Regions from separate parts of the Mus musculus genome. Here all the other regions are linked to region 3. A link is a contact called in public HiChIP or PLAC-seq and promoter capture Hi-C data. All regions are on one chromosome and are shown on one strand. The core of a region is the stretch at or near the end of the contact, and the rest is flanking DNA. Distances in the headings are between cores, read along the strand shown.

The links. Promoter capture Hi-C pulls out the DNA fragments that hold promoters and counts their contacts. HiChIP or PLAC-seq counts read pairs in DNA pulled down with a chosen protein or histone mark.
Region 1: an H3K4me3 HiChIP or PLAC-seq map of the SCID.adh cell line shows a contact between it and region 3, with 12 read pairs. The contact joins the enhancer-like site here to the promoter of Zpbp in region 3. A contact is called at or near these places in 25 of 39 promoter capture datasets (the 3T3-L1 cell line, 3T3-L1-derived adipocytes, the C10 cell line and 15 more), 1 of 15 datasets of contacts at CTCF or cohesin (CD8 T cells), 10 of 484 Hi-C or Micro-C datasets (the G1E-ER4 cell line, LSK cells, adipose-derived mesenchymal stem cells and 6 more), 12 of 115 datasets of contacts at active chromatin or transcription factors (the 230-238 cell line, CD8 T cells, the HPC-7 cell line and 7 more) and 4 of 9 other capture datasets (adipose tissue, embryonic stem cells, liver and 1 more).
Region 2: a promoter capture Hi-C map of pre-B cells shows a contact between it and region 3. The contact joins the enhancer-like site here to the promoter of Zpbp in region 3. A contact is called at or near these places in 6 of 39 promoter capture datasets (the C10 cell line, the HPC-7 cell line, embryonic stem cells and 3 more), 1 of 15 datasets of contacts at CTCF or cohesin (large pre-B cells), 16 of 484 Hi-C or Micro-C datasets (the CH12 cell line, the G1E-ER4 cell line, LSK cells and 11 more), 8 of 115 datasets of contacts at active chromatin or transcription factors (the 230-238 cell line, T-cell acute lymphoblastic leukemia, bone marrow-derived macrophages and 3 more) and 3 of 9 other capture datasets (adipose tissue, liver and pancreatic islet).
Region 4: an H3K4me3 HiChIP or PLAC-seq map of bone marrow-derived macrophages shows a contact between it and region 3, with 6 times the contacts expected there. The contact joins the enhancer-like site here to the promoter of Zpbp in region 3. A contact is called at or near these places in 5 of 39 promoter capture datasets (the C10 cell line, HPC-7-derived erythroid cells, epiblast stem cells and 2 more), 1 of 15 datasets of contacts at CTCF or cohesin (large pre-B cells), 3 of 115 datasets of contacts at active chromatin or transcription factors (the 230-238 cell line, T-cell acute lymphoblastic leukemia and bone marrow-derived macrophages) and 3 of 9 other capture datasets (adipose tissue, liver and pancreatic islet).
Region 5: a promoter capture Hi-C map of hematopoietic stem and progenitor cells shows a contact between it and region 3, with 6 times the contacts expected there. The contact joins the enhancer-like site here to the promoter of Zpbp in region 3. A contact is called at or near these places in 16 of 39 promoter capture datasets (the C10 cell line, the HPC-7 cell line, cranial neural crest and 9 more), 3 of 15 datasets of contacts at CTCF or cohesin (CD8 T cells, the NIH/3T3 cell line and large pre-B cells), 6 of 484 Hi-C or Micro-C datasets (DN3 thymocytes, bone marrow-derived macrophages, conventional dendritic cells and 3 more), 18 of 115 datasets of contacts at active chromatin or transcription factors (the 230-238 cell line, CD8 T cells, the HPC-7 cell line and 12 more) and 4 of 9 other capture datasets (adipose tissue, liver, macrophages and 1 more).

The regions. Positions count from the first base shown.
Region 1 is chr11:11,724,333-11,727,032 of GRCm38.p6, forward strand. The region is part of intron 3 of Ikzf1 (IKAROS family zinc finger 1); the gene reads left to right. Among named protein-coding and RNA genes, the nearest start is that of Ikzf1, 40 kb to the left of the region's middle. Within about 2 kb of position 1,434, at least 45 of the 459 cell types and tissues checked have an H3K27ac peak or open chromatin away from gene starts, as enhancers often do. A contact at or near this core is called in CD8 T cells, the G1E-ER4 cell line, the SCID.adh cell line and 2 more, where this site is marked.
Region 2 is chr11:11,959,770-11,962,469 of GRCm38.p6, forward strand. All of the region lies in intron 4 of Grb10 (growth factor receptor bound protein 10), which reads right to left. LOC102631979 (a long non-coding RNA gene) reads right to left here. Exons shown (of 2, transcript XR_381046.3): 2 at 1-2,700. Among named protein-coding and RNA genes, the nearest start is that of Ddc, 63 kb to the left of the region's middle. RefSeq lists an enhancer at 2,087-2,700. Within about 2 kb of position 1,297, at least 77 of the 459 cell types and tissues checked have an H3K27ac peak or open chromatin away from gene starts, as enhancers often do. A contact at or near this core is called in the 230-238 cell line, the CH12 cell line, the G1E-ER4 cell line and 5 more, where this site is marked.
Region 3 is chr11:11,461,071-11,463,770 of GRCm38.p6, forward strand. It overlaps Zpbp (zona pellucida binding protein), which reads right to left and starts at 1,349. Exons shown (of 8, transcript NM_015785.2): 1 at 994-1,349. The coding sequence starts at 1,294. Spata48 (spermatogenesis associated 48) reads left to right here and starts at 2,674. Exons shown (of 9, transcript NM_001347068.1): 1 at 2,674-2,700.
Region 4 is chr11:11,938,416-11,941,115 of GRCm38.p6, forward strand. It overlaps Grb10 (growth factor receptor bound protein 10), which reads right to left. Exons shown (of 17, transcript NM_010345.4): 12 at 1-69. Among named protein-coding and RNA genes, the nearest start is that of Ddc, 42 kb to the left of the region's middle. Within about 2 kb of position 1,401, at least 58 of the 459 cell types and tissues checked have an H3K27ac peak or open chromatin away from gene starts, as enhancers often do. A contact at or near this core is called in the 230-238 cell line and bone marrow-derived macrophages, where this site is marked.
Region 5 is chr11:11,761,956-11,764,655 of GRCm38.p6, forward strand. All of the region lies in intron 7 of Ikzf1 (IKAROS family zinc finger 1), which reads left to right. Among named protein-coding and RNA genes, the nearest start is that of Fignl1, 46 kb to the right of the region's middle. Within about 2 kb of position 1,321, at least 62 of the 459 cell types and tissues checked have an H3K27ac peak or open chromatin away from gene starts, as enhancers often do. A contact at or near this core is called in CD8 T cells, the HPC-7 cell line, the SCID.adh cell line and 8 more, where this site is marked.

The sequences.
Region 1 (2,700 bases), core at 184-2,683, 260 kb after region 3:
TGAGTTTTTCTGAGGGGGCAGGATATTTTAAAAAAAAAAACCTGCAATGCATACAACAAGCAAGGAGAGAAATCAGTTTTGAGGAGACATATGTAGGTCTTTAGATGACATATTATGTGTCTTCAAATATGGTGGAAACTGGCTTGCCGGCTTTGGCTTGGGAGTGACTGAAGGCCATTGAAGGAAGGCTTGAGTCAGGGATAGTCTTCAACAGGTATGAACAGGCACCCAGGATATGTAATGTTGAGAGTGACTTGGGTGGCTTTCTCATGATCAAGTGATCCCTAGTCTAAAGCATTTGTTCTGTCACAGCCTTTTCCAAGAAAGCTGAGAGCATGACTCATCCTTATTAAAACCACTTGTGGCTAGGCTGAGGCAGGAGGATTGTGATTTCAAAGCAGCTGGGGCTACACAGCAAGACCCTGTCTTGAAAAGGAGTAGAGAAACTGTCACACTGAAATTCCTGATTCTTACATGTTAACATCTTGAATGGATAAAGGTATGACTCAGTGGTAGAGTACCCATCTAGCTTGTGCAAGGCCCTGGGTTCAATCCCCACTCCTGTGAAAACAATGAAGAGTGGGTATGTTATGGCATTGATTGAAAATAAGCAAGGGACATTTGAGGACCATCCAGGTACAATTTGAGTCAAGACTCTCAAAGCAAGAAGGCCTGTGTGTTTCAGTTTATAAAGGTATTCAGAGAGCCATAGGGTTGGAAGAATCAATATGAAATAAAAAAGCCAATTTGAAAAGGCAAAATGATTCCCCAATGAGAAATACTTCATCAGCTACAGGGAGCATGTCATGTAGAGCATGGCTGCCCTGGGGTGGACTTGGAGATGGTTCCTGAGTAACTGTGCTGTGGCCTCAGTCTCAGAACTCAGGGCTGACACCCTGGGATACTTGGCCAGGTGGAGACATGATGTATTCTGTACTTTGTCTCCTTGAGCTTCAAGTCTGATCCCTGCTACCGGTAGTGCAAAGACCTACGAACTTTCCTCATCACCACTGGTCCAGACCCTCTGGCTGCTGCCGTAGCTTTGCAAGCTATGGTTAGCACCCTCCTAGAAATCTAGTGTGCCAAAGCAAAAGCCGCTCCCACTCTCTACCCTGCTCTTTAAAGAGTGTGTGCTGTGAGGGGCCCTGCAGCTGCACTACAGACCCTCAGCAACTGAATGCTGCTCAACGTTGCCGAGAGGTGCTAACCTTGCCCACAGAGAGCTCTGCTCACTCCTGACCGTTAGAAATGTGTCACCGAAGTGTGAAAATACTTATGCTGTTAGACTTCCCATCATTTCTTTTCTTTCAATCCCTCTCATTTGCATGGGTTACTCATAAATGTAGATCTTGGGTATGATTTGTACAACTGCCCTGCTGTCGGTCTGTAGGAAAGCCTTGCTGGATGGGCTTGTCTCTGGCCTTCATCTACAAGTGCTGGGTGCAAGTGAGTCACAGGTGGTGCCACAGGCAGCTGGCCTGGAGCCGGGGGTGCAAAACACAGAGTGATAGTCGTTTGACACAATTTCAGCTCTCAAACCTGCTTTGTAAATGAAAACACTGCTTTTGGACTAAGTCATTCTCTCTGATTCCCAATTGTTCAATTAATCTATGTGTGTTAACACCTCTCTATAACATCATAGATAGTGCCTAGTAATGAACTCTGCGAGTTCAGGCTGAGGAACCCTGAATGATCCGCCACTCTGCAGCTGTTCAGGAGTTGTACCCTTTTTGTGATGTGGTGAACTCTTTGAGGACTTCAGCACTGTATTCTTAAGATACTGAAGGAGTGGGTTGAACTGTAGTAACAACAAGGATTTTGCTTTTTAAAAGGATGTCCCTGCATACAGCTTAGCAACCTTGATTGAACTCAGCCTTTCATGGTTACACCTTAAGGTTGAAACCCATTTCATTTCATCATTTCCCAGAAGGGGCACTCAGTTCACCCATTTCCTGTTTTTAATCTCAGGTTGTTCTGTGCTTGTTCCACATCTACTCTCCCAGTAGCATGGCTATGGAAGCCAGCGTCACACTCTTGCCCCACCTGGCATCTATGCATTTTGCACATAGCTGCCATCCGTTCTAAGCTATCTGTGCACAGATCTGTGGACAGGGCTGGCTGTTCCCCTGGTGTCTGGTGCCATGGCCACTCATGGAGCTCGTCACCCCAGCACTGTTGTGCCATGTCTGACACACAAGCTCTCGTCTCCCTATGTACCACAGAGTCTCTTTAGTATGTCACAGAGGTGGACATGGTGGTTAAGACCAAAGCTTCTAAACTTGCTCCATCCTATTTCCAGTGGACTTGAACCACTGTGTGTAAAGAATTTTCATTGACTGTGCTTGATACCTCCTGCCCCGACAGTCTTTAAAGATGTGTGTGTGGGGGTGGGAGGTGGGGGTGTCTGTGTGTGTGTGTGTGTGTGTGTGTGTGTGTGTGTACTTGCACACGTTGTTGTTGGTAATGATGTTGAGTGAGACCAGCACATGACTGGCATGTGGTATACAACTGAGCCATGCCCACACATCTACATTCATGTACCCACCCCTTCAGCGTGCCCTTCCCTGGCCTCCCATGTAACCAGAGTATTGACCTGACCCTTTCAATTCTGCTCAGGTTTCAGATGGTTAGGACCCTAGGGACAGGAGCCATGCTTACGTTTGTTAACCCACAGGTCCTGCGGTCCACCAAAAATAAGTT
Region 2 (2,700 bases), core at 47-2,546, 500 kb after region 3:
ACTATGTGATTTTTTTTAAACTGGAAACATTCTTATATAACTCTAGTTCAATGATCAACAGCAGGGAATTCTCAGTGGCCCACATGACTGTCTAATTCATGGGCCCCGCTTGGACAGAGCTGTACCCCATTAGGTCTCTTACTCTGTAGGTCTTTATTTCCTGGGACTTTTCTATGGTCTAAAAAGTCCTGAAGAGCTCTGGCTGTTCAGTAGAACATATCCAGGACCTGGTTCAGGGCAGGCAATACCACTGAAGAGATGCTGAGATCCCTTTGGGTCACCAGGTCTGCTGTGCCCCACTCCTGGAGATGTCTATTGGGACCACACACTCAAGGCTTCCTGATCTCCATCTTCCTTCCTTTTTCTGCTCTTCCAGCGGCCTCCTCCATCCTCGTTATACCTTGCCTTTACTATTTAAAAAACTTTATTCCTTTTACTGGGGAGCATGTTTAGAAACCAAAAACAGAGAGAAAGTGCCTACTGTCTTACTATTACAGTTTGAGCTGAGTGTCTGCAAAGGTCCATGTGTCCGGGACTTGGTCCCTAGCCTGGTGAAGTTTGGAAGAGTGGGAGCTTTGGGTGGTTCTTCAGCCCCTGTGGGCCCCTGTGGGCAGCCCCTGTGGGCCTGCCTGTCAAGGAGACATTGTGGCATTGAGCTCTTCCTCTCTGTGCCTCACTTGACAGCAGCACCCCCACTCCAAGGAGGGCCCTTTATAACTCTGAGTCAAAAGAACCTTTTTATCCTTACGGGTTGGTGCCTCAGATCTATTTTGCTGCAGTGGTGGCAAGCTTGTTAAAACACTGTTTTGTTGTGACTCAATGCTCAGAATTCATATTTATATTCCAGAGTTAAATGAAAAAGGAAAAACTGTCGCTTCCCCTTTCAAATATTTATGATATTGCTGCCGCTGATCTGGTTCCCTTCCAGGGCTTGGTGGGGAAAGTGGGGACGGTGTGAACAGAAACACTTTCAGGGATAAAAGCCCAGGAATGAACTGCACATATAAATGAATCCAAGATGCCAGAATACTATAAAACCGTTAGGAACCTACTGCTTTGATTTAGCACGGAATGTCTGCGGATACAATTACAAGAAGGAAACTACTTTGAGGTAAGGTGAAAGATAAACAAGTAGTCATTTGCATGTAGTTCTCTAGAGAATCTGAAGGCATGTAATTATTAACCTTTCCAGATGAGGTCAACATCTGTACTCTCTTTCCTAGAAATGTAGCAACTTGGCACTCGTGGTCACAGGAGAGGAGGGTGTTTACCCCATTTCCCTGCTGAAGACACTCAAAATACCCTCACTCGCTTCCCTCCAGGGAGTCTTTATCGTTTTTATGTTTGTCCTGACTCACTCAGCCTAGCTAAGAGAGTGAGGTGAATGTCTGGGAGACAAGTACCCAGACATGAAAGAGGGAGGAGGGAGGTGCCATGCTGGGCAAAAAGCACAGGCACAGACGTGAACAAGGCAGCTCAGCCGGCAAGGAAGGCAGTTTTATACTCAGACTAATGCCTGCTACGAGAGTGAAGAGGCTAAGATTTAAGGCTTGGTAGTGTCGGTGAACATTTTCCAGTTGTATGGAATACCCTCAGCTAAGACAAAAAGCTTTCAACTTTATAATTTCATGAGACACCTCTGTTCTAAACCAGTAGGACCATCAGAGGTATGGAGTGTGGGGGGAAAATCCACCCTCTCAGTTGCTCATAGATCAAGTGTGGCCTACCTTAAATGTTTGTGATTTTAAGTTTCTTCAGTCTGGGGACTATCTGCATTTACCCAATGAGGTTAACTGGGGAGGAAACCAAGTCTAAACCTAAAGTTTATGTTTCAAGAGTGGACTAATCCTTAGGGTGACGGTTCTTTTGTATAATAAAACAATAATTTTAATACGTTAATAGTTTAATGAAGTAGCAAAGGTGGAGTCTTCTACTTGTGGCCTCATGTTGGAGTCTGAAGCATTTCAGATTTCACTTTTGTGTGAGTAATGTACAGGCTGCAGCTATGAAGAGCAGACATTTTCGTGTTGTGGGTGTAACAAGCTGCTTTCCCTACAAGGTGAACTGTGGATGCAAACACAGGGAAGAGTGCTGCTTGAGTTGGCAAGCCAAGCCATCGCAAAAGGGATGCTAGCCTGTTTTCTGATGCTGAGATAGAACACTGACCAAAAGCAACTTGGTGGGAAAGGGCTACTTGACTTATAATGTCTAGGTCCCAGCCTATCACTGTGGAAAGTCAGGCAAGGGTTCAGTATGGGAACAACAGGAAAATTCACACAGCCAGCTTCCCTTATATAGCTAAGACTCGCTTACCTCTGCATGGGGTTGCCTAGGCGTGGGCTGGGCCTTCTACATCAGTCAGGACAGTCTCACACAGACATGGCCACAGGCCAATCTGATCTGGGCAATCTCTGAACTGAGCCTTGTTCAGATGACTCTGGGCTGTGTCAATCTGACAGCTGAAGCTAACTAGGACAGAAGCTAATCAGGTAAAAAGTTCACTAGCTGGCGACCTTCCCATTTTCTAATGAAATTTAAAGCTGAACCATCAAGTAAGAATTCGCAAATCAATTTTCCTAGGAAAATGATTTCTGGTTTCTAGCAAAGTCAGAGGCTTTTTTTTTTTTTTTGAATCATCAATATTCAAAAAATAAGCCCTTCCCCTTGCTGGTCACTGACTCTGCAGAAGGATCTTATCAC
Region 3 (2,700 bases), core at 99-2,598:
CATCCAGGACTCAAACCCAGACTTGGAGGCAGCAGGCTAAGCGGAAGCACGGGGGAATAGTGCTTACCGACTAGCTTCCTCTGGCTTGCTCAGCCTGCTTTCTGACATTGCCTGGGACCACCTGCCCAGGGATGACACCACCTCCCAGAGGACCGGCCCCTCCCACATCAAAAGCAATTAAGAAAAATACCCCCACAGACCGCTCATACGTCAATCTGATAGTCAAATCTTCAATTGAGGTTTCCTATTCCCTGGTAACTACAGATTGTGTCAAGTTAAAAAAAAAATAAAAAACTAGTAAGCATGCCCCATTTCTTTCCTTTAACCACAGTATCCCTTTCTTCACACTTCTTCTACATCTGTATCCTTGGTTACTTTATAGTTCTCTTATTTGAATAAACTTTAACTCTGACAAATGTACCTTTAGTACATTTAGGATCTATGGGACACAGATTATTGCTAGTAAGTCTACAATTTCAACATAAAGAGAGGGAGAGGGAGAGAGACCAAACCTTGCTAGCTAAAAAGCCAATCTAGTAAGCGCTCATTTCTTTCTCCGATATATATTTTTGAAACTAGGATACGTGTTTCCAACTACACCCTGCATTTTACATCCAGAACCAACAGAGGGCGCTGCACTATCAAGGATGGTCTAAAAGCTCACTAGGTTCACAGCACAAATTCAGTACTATACAGAGCTACATAGACTCGCTCTGAAACACACGGCTGGCAATGACCCACGAACTGAAGTTTTATTAAGGCACTTTTAAAGTTCGGATAATCTCTTGGAGCAGGGCCTCCTTCACGAGCCCACAGAGGTCTTTTCTATGCAAATGTAGTTTTCAAGATTCCTACACAAAACTAGGCTCACTGGGGCTGTCCCTGCCAGAGAGGGTGTCCTTGTGTAGTCGGAGTCACGTGACACGGGGCCAACGCAATTCTCGTGAGGAGCCGCGGCAGCCAGAGCTCCCGCCATGCGGCGCCGAGCCTCACCTGCAGGGGGCGCCCGCAGCAAGGCGCAGAGCAGGACGGCGGCCAGCGACAGCGGCGAGAGCACGGAGCCCGAGGCCCCGGCCCGCCGCCGGCCCCGCGGAGCCCGGCCCGGGGCCAAGGCCTCCATCCACACGCCGCCGACGGCCGAGCCTCGGCGCAGAAGGTCGTTACCTGGCGCGCGCCCACCCGCCGCCGGAAGTTGGCAGACGGCAGGCCGGAAGGACGGACCGACGGACGCGCCACTTCCGCTCGGGTGATGTGCGGGAGGTGTGCTAGCTTGGGACCCAGCTTGGGTACACATGGGAGGCAAGAGGTCGATCCCCTAGGGGCTCCCTTGACTTCGAGGCCCCGCACCACTAAGGAAACCCTCCAGAACCTGGCTGGTCTGAGATTCCAAAGCGAGAAGAATCTTGTGTCGCAAAGTTCTAACCTTTGCCTTCCCGTGGTGTCTGTGTGCAGAGGAGAAGCCCCTCTTATTACCTTAGCAGTGGATTGAGTTTCAGCCTTTAGGTGCCTAATGGCAGCAGATCCTGAGAACGGATGACTTAATGAATGTACACCTCTCATAAACTTCCTGGCTATAGTAATGCCAATGCATGAAGTTCCTGACTGTTGTAATGCGAACGATTGTGCATTATCAGTGTGTGGGACTTAATAGAAAATGCATGCAGTGAACACCTAGGAGAAATTAAAGGTATTGCCTTAAAAAGTGGCATGATGGGAAAATGGAGGAAATAGACCTTAGATGACATTGACTTTCATGCAGTACTCGGCTTGGAAGATCATCCTCAACTTGGATTCAGGAAAACATAAAGAACCAGCTCACGGACCGTTTAGAATGAGAATGTATTTAAATTGAAAGAATCATACATCTTTTCTGCCTTTGGAAGGATTTAATGATAGTCCAACTAGGATAAAAATAAATTTTATACAAATATATAGAAACACTAGAAGCAGGCTGTTAAATGTTTTCACTTTTAATATGAAGAGATGGGTAATACGGAGTGGAGTAAAAACTTACTGACCTTCGTGTTTTGGATAAACTGTCCAGGACCTTATGCTGAAAACTTACCCATTTATTTCAACGTTATTGCTTGTTTTGTTGTATATTGCAAATTTTCAGTCATCATCATAGGTGGTCGTGGCTACATTCTGCTTATCCTTACTATCATACAATTGATCTGATTTAAATATTCTATACCTGACTCTTGTAGAAGCTTACCTTCTTTATTTAAGGAGGTGTGAGCTATTACCCTTCGGATTGTAATAATTAAACTTAGTTGCAATTTTCATGCAAAACCAAATTGTCTAGTTAAAAAACAGCTCTTAAGTGGACTGCTATGCTTATCGTTTAAAATAGATCGTTTTTTATGCTGCCATTTACTGAAATAACATAAATACCTCATTGTTTTCGTTCTAAGAATTGTGGTAACTTAAAGAAACTGCAGATAATTTAAGGCATTTAAGAATGGACTTTTACATTGGCTATGATTTATGAATTATTTTTCTTAAAAATCAGTATACTATATCTTCCTTGTTAGCGTATTTAAATTAAACATATACCAATGTTTATAATTTATTCCAACCCGAAAAGTTATTTCTAGTTTGTGTGTGTTTGTGTGTGTGTGTTTGTGTGTGTGTAGGAGAGAGAGAGAGAGAGAGAGAGAGTATATATGAAAGAGAGAGACTGTATATGTATTCACTACA
Region 4 (2,700 bases), core at 151-2,650, 480 kb after region 3:
TGCGTTGAAAGGAGGGGGCAGACCCTTCCTCTGTGGGATGCGATAGTTTTGGTACAGGAGCATTCCGTACTGAAGAGGAAAGACTAGGGTCAGTACCAGCACCCGAGGGCTCCCCCAGCCCCAGCCCACAGCAAACCCCACAGCTGGGAGGGCAGTGCTGATACACAAGAGCCAAGTACTCTGTCAAAGGTCCCCCACCCCACCCCCCAGGAGTGTAACAGGCTGAAGATGGTGCACATCTGTTCAGTTCTGCCTCAGAACTTCTATCTTGGGAGAGAGGGGAGCTGAAGGGAGAGGGAAACAAACAGGGCAACAACACAGTTCATAATACCAAGGTCAAGAATAATTGCCTTTCCTGAGTTCTGTATGAGTCAAATAGTTACTACCTATTTTAATGATCGATACACTATCATCAGCCCCACTTTACAGATAATGGCACAGAAACACAAAGGAAGGAAGCAAGTGATTCAAAGTGACAAGAATAAGCATTGAGAACCTGGTGCACACAGCCAGTTCTAAAGCTGATCTCCAGAGGACAGAGGTTTCATATACTTTAAACAGCCCTCAAACCATTGATTCAGAACACCAAATTAGAAAATTATGATAGCAAGCGAGCAGGCACCAAGAAGAGGAAATAAAGTCATGAAGTGGGTACACCATCCTCTTGACCTTCCTTCATGAGACACAAGCTTTCTTGTAGCTTTTGGTCCTATAGGAACACTCCTCCCTAAAGTACAAACATGTACAACATGACAAAACTATGAGTGTAAGTCTTCTCCTGGGAGAGGAGAAGAGAGAGGACAAGCTAAGACAAGTGTTTGAAGTGAAAATCACCAAGAATTCCTTCTGATTGCTGAGAAGATACCAAACTATAGAGTCAAGAATATATAAATCAGACACATCACGAGAAAACTGCTAAAAAACAGAAAAAAAAATCAAAACAAAAATGGTTGACATTTTTACATAAATGAGAGCCACAAGACAAAGGATAGTGAGAAATTACTGCTACTAGTGAGCTGTTCGTTCAATAATGTAGGCAGGACCAAGAGTTTCTAGGGTTCATATTATAGCTTGAGTTCATCTAGTTCCAGAAAAGAATACATGTTCAGGGGAAAATTTATAGTGCAAATATACAGATGATTAAAATAAAATCTGAAAATACAAAGCACAGCAAAAGGTTGTCTTAGGGATTTAACTATGCAGAGAATGATTATCCACAACATGAACATTTCAGATAGGGCACGGAGAAAACTCTTATGTCAGCCTGACTGTGGTGAAGGGATCAAGTAACATGGCTTTTTAGTAAGTTAAAGATGCATGTTGCTGTGCTGGGCTACCCACTGGAGAGCAGTGGCCTCTGAGTCATAAGAATGGCCAGACTGATAATACGTGCTTAACTGGGGCCCTAGGCCAGACCACAAAGTCTATGTTAAGAATGTGACTCATGCTGCCTCTGGGGCCATGCTAGGGACTAAGGCCAGCCACATAAACGATGGGCCTATATGGCCAACAATGCATGGAAATTGGGGTCTACCCTAAGACTTGGGTGAGCTTCCCTGGTCAGTAAAGCTTTGGGTAAACTATCATACATTTTTGTCAGTAGGTTCAAGTAGTGTGTGTGTGTGTGTGTGTATAATTCTATATATACATACACCTGACTCCTCTCTTCTGGATTACATTCAGGCCGTTAACTCACACCTATTTTCCCTTTCACTGTAATAATGCATAAGAGCTTTGCTGAATTTGTAACCGTAGCTCATTAATGGGGGGTGGGGGTGGGGGTGGGGATCTAGAGTGACACTCCAACTAAGAAACTCTAAAATATGTACTCTTTTAAGTAACAATACAGCATCTCAAGTAGAAAACCCCAAATTTGATTTTAGGATTGAATGATAGGCCTGTGTTAAAACCTAGGCAAGTGTGTAAAATTACTCCAGGCCATGTGCAAGATATATGCATGAAACAAATGTATCTCATGTTTAGACAAACATTCCTGGGTCAGCAAAAGCCAAAGTGTGCCTGGTGCCAAGTACTTTGGAGAAGGGCCTTTCCATCTGGGACTATACAAGTTTGGGAGTATAATACTCTTCAATTTCCCGTTCTCTTGCCATGTCCCTTCCTTGTTACTTGGCTTGAATGCTGTTTTCAAGACACTTAGTTCACTGACTTGAAGCTGTATTTCTTTTTTCTTTTAAAACACGTACTCAACATTAAAAATTTGTCTCCGAAATTCTGCTGTAATTTCAATCTGTGGTACTTTTATAACTCAACTGACATATCTTCTGATTTTCTTTTGCCTTCTCTCCTTGACCTATGAATTATTTTAAATAGATCGTTTCTATAAGTAGGTATAAAATTATACTTTATTTGCATTGGATTTTTAACGCATTTTTTAAAATCTCAGTTACTAAGGAAGTAGACTGTTTTCACATTTATTGTTTTTAAAGACTACAAATTCACACTTTGTACTTAAGACTATAAGGCCCTACATGGTGGTAGTTGTATTCACACACCCTCTTTAAGTTGTTAAGCCATTAGCCATTTATGTACCAGCTGTCTATAGAGTTCCCTTCTTTCATTTCCCTTTTATTTTAGTTGACTGGGCTTTAAAGATACATGTATAGTCCAATTAATGTTATTTCCTTTGTGTGCCCTAACAATGTTTCCTGCTTCATTGCCATGTAGCCTTTCACTTCCTAT
Region 5 (2,700 bases), core at 71-2,570, 300 kb after region 3:
ATAAGGCAACCGGAAGCATAAAATGCCCCCACAGATATAAAAAAATTTTAGAAGCCCTCAGTAGGAAGATCAGCTACTATCATTGTCAAGAAAAGAAACCTTATGTCCAAGAAAGAAAAAATAAGGTGTTTGAGAAGCTGAGGTGGACTTTGAGAAAGGGGCAGGACCTCAGCAGCATGCCATACAGTGAAGGGGTCATGGAGTCTAGGCAGACAAGGAAAATTACTTTGCTGGTGTTGGGATCTAGAGCAGGACTAGTGGGTATTTCCCAGCTTTGCGCAAGTACTCACTGGAAAGCAGTGAGTAAAGCTGTCCCATGATGCTCTGACTATAACAGTACTGGTCATTGAGGGCCAAACTGGGCAGCATCATCTCATTTGGAATCACAGAGAAAGCAGGGGTATGCTCCCAATGGGAGCAGAAGCTGAGCACATAAAGATGACATGGGTCAAAATTATCTGGACATGGGAGATGGCAGGAGAATGGGGAGTAATTGAAAGAATGCTTTGGTGTAGAAGGAATGGAGGTCACGGTAGGGCTGGTGAAGGAAACTGTGACTTCCCTTGCTTAGTGTGCCATTTGCAGAAAAGACAAAGCCACGTCTGGAAAATAAGAGTTCAGGGTTTGATGTAATTGCTTTTAAGAATGCTACCCTGGTAAGGCTACCCCATGGAAGCTGTGCTACAAAGGATGTGCAAATAAAACGTTGGTGACGGGGGCTGGTGAGATGGCTCAGTGGGTAAGAGCACCCGACTGCTCTTCCGAAGGTCTGGAGTTCAAATCCCAGCAACCACATGGTGGCTCACAACCACCCGTAATGAGATCTGATGCCCTCTTCTGGTGCGTCTGAAGACAGCTACAGTGTACTTACATATAATAAATAAATAAATCTTTAAAAAAAAAAAAAAAAACGTTGGTGACACACACACACCTTTACAGAGCACCTACACTGAGGCAGAAAGACAGAGGTCAGGTTCTAGGAGTTGATAAGAAGGAGGGGAAGAAAGACCACTAGAAAACAAAACAGAAACCACTTATTAGAAATATTGTTCATAGACTTGTCTCTCTGTGTATGAGCTTTTGAACCAAAAGAATGAAGGAGACTTCATATCCTGATCAAAGAAAGAGGCAATCTTGGTCAAGGAGCCAGCTCTTGGATGGCTGGGGCTTTAGAAAGTATGAGGTGCAGGGCCCTATCTTCTCCCTGAGGAGTGCACAGAAGACAGGGACCATGATGAACTATCTGGGAGACTGGCAGAGATGAAGCAGCAAATGTGTTCAAGGGTTGTGAAGAGTAACTGACCTCAGGAGGCAGGGTGTGACTTCCTCTTTCCAATTAGGAACCTGAAGAGTGCCACATGCCTTAGTAATGAGCATCGGCAGTGCCCTGAAGCTTCAGGAGACTTCCAGCCAAACAGAGCATCTGAAACTTTGTCATGGCTCTCCTGGGTGAATGGGCATTGTCTTGATTCACACGCTCTATGTGAAAGGGATCTACAAAACTAGTGAAGCAATGCTGAGAGGGGAAAGCGATCTCCAGGGGAGAGGTTAAACACAAGAGGAAGTGGCCTTGTGGGAACAGGAGGACCAGGATAGCAGAAGTGAAGTGTGCAAGGAAGGGCTCCCAGCAGCTGTGCTCTGTTGGTGTCCCCCAGAGGTGGTTGGCAGTTCACACACTAACCAGTGCCTCTTCCTGCTCTCGTGTCTGCCTTCCTCTCAGTGCTACATGACGACATTCCTGTCCACCCTTCCTACTGTGTCACAGTTTTCTCCCTAAAATGAAGAGAATTGGACCTCAAAGGCTGCTCCCCACATTTAGGATGATATCGTTTTGTGTACTTGAGATGATAGATAAATAGATAGTAAGAGTTTTGATAGAACTATTTCATGTTTTTTCAGAAAACCAAATGCAACATCCAGAAATTACCAGTATTAAATTAGAAGAACATCATTGTAAATATCTTCCTGCCATATATATTTCAGTGGACAGGATTAATAATAGGTGGACTACAAATAGAGATGTGGAGGAAAGGCCTTTAAGTTCCTGAATGCGCCACCTCAGAAAGATTGCAGCTGCTCTTCCCTGGGCTGGAGGTGTTGCCTGGCTTCCCCTCTTCCCGTGTATTGATTGAAAATCAGTTCACAGTGGCCACAGCATATTCAACATGTCCTAGGAGATAAAGGCTCCTCAATGCACAGTCATTCCCAACAGGACTTGACTTTTTTAAAAGGATGACTATCAGGGAAAAAAAATTATTCTAAAAATTACTTTAAAAACAATCATTTTTATTGCTTTTATTTTTACATTGTACATTTCTATTCATATTCTATGCAGAAATCATTATTCTTATATAATTTAGATATTCATCACTATATATTTTAACAGGTTACAGAATCAGACCCTGGTCTCTTAGGCTCATTTTCGTTTATTTTGATCAATCCCTTCATTGAATACACTTTACATTCAAGCACCCTTGTAGACATTCCATCTCCATCTCTGCTTTGAGTTTGAGGATGTCACCTGTCACCTCTCTACAGTAACCCCAGGAGTACGTAGCCTCTGGCCACTCTTCCTTCTCTGACATTGGCAGATTTTTCTTTGTTGAATTATGTGGGTGCCAAGTACAACCTGACTTTCTTTTCTTTGATATTACTTTTCTCCCAAAATATGTAGTGTTCTTTCCTTGGGCCTAAGTCAAC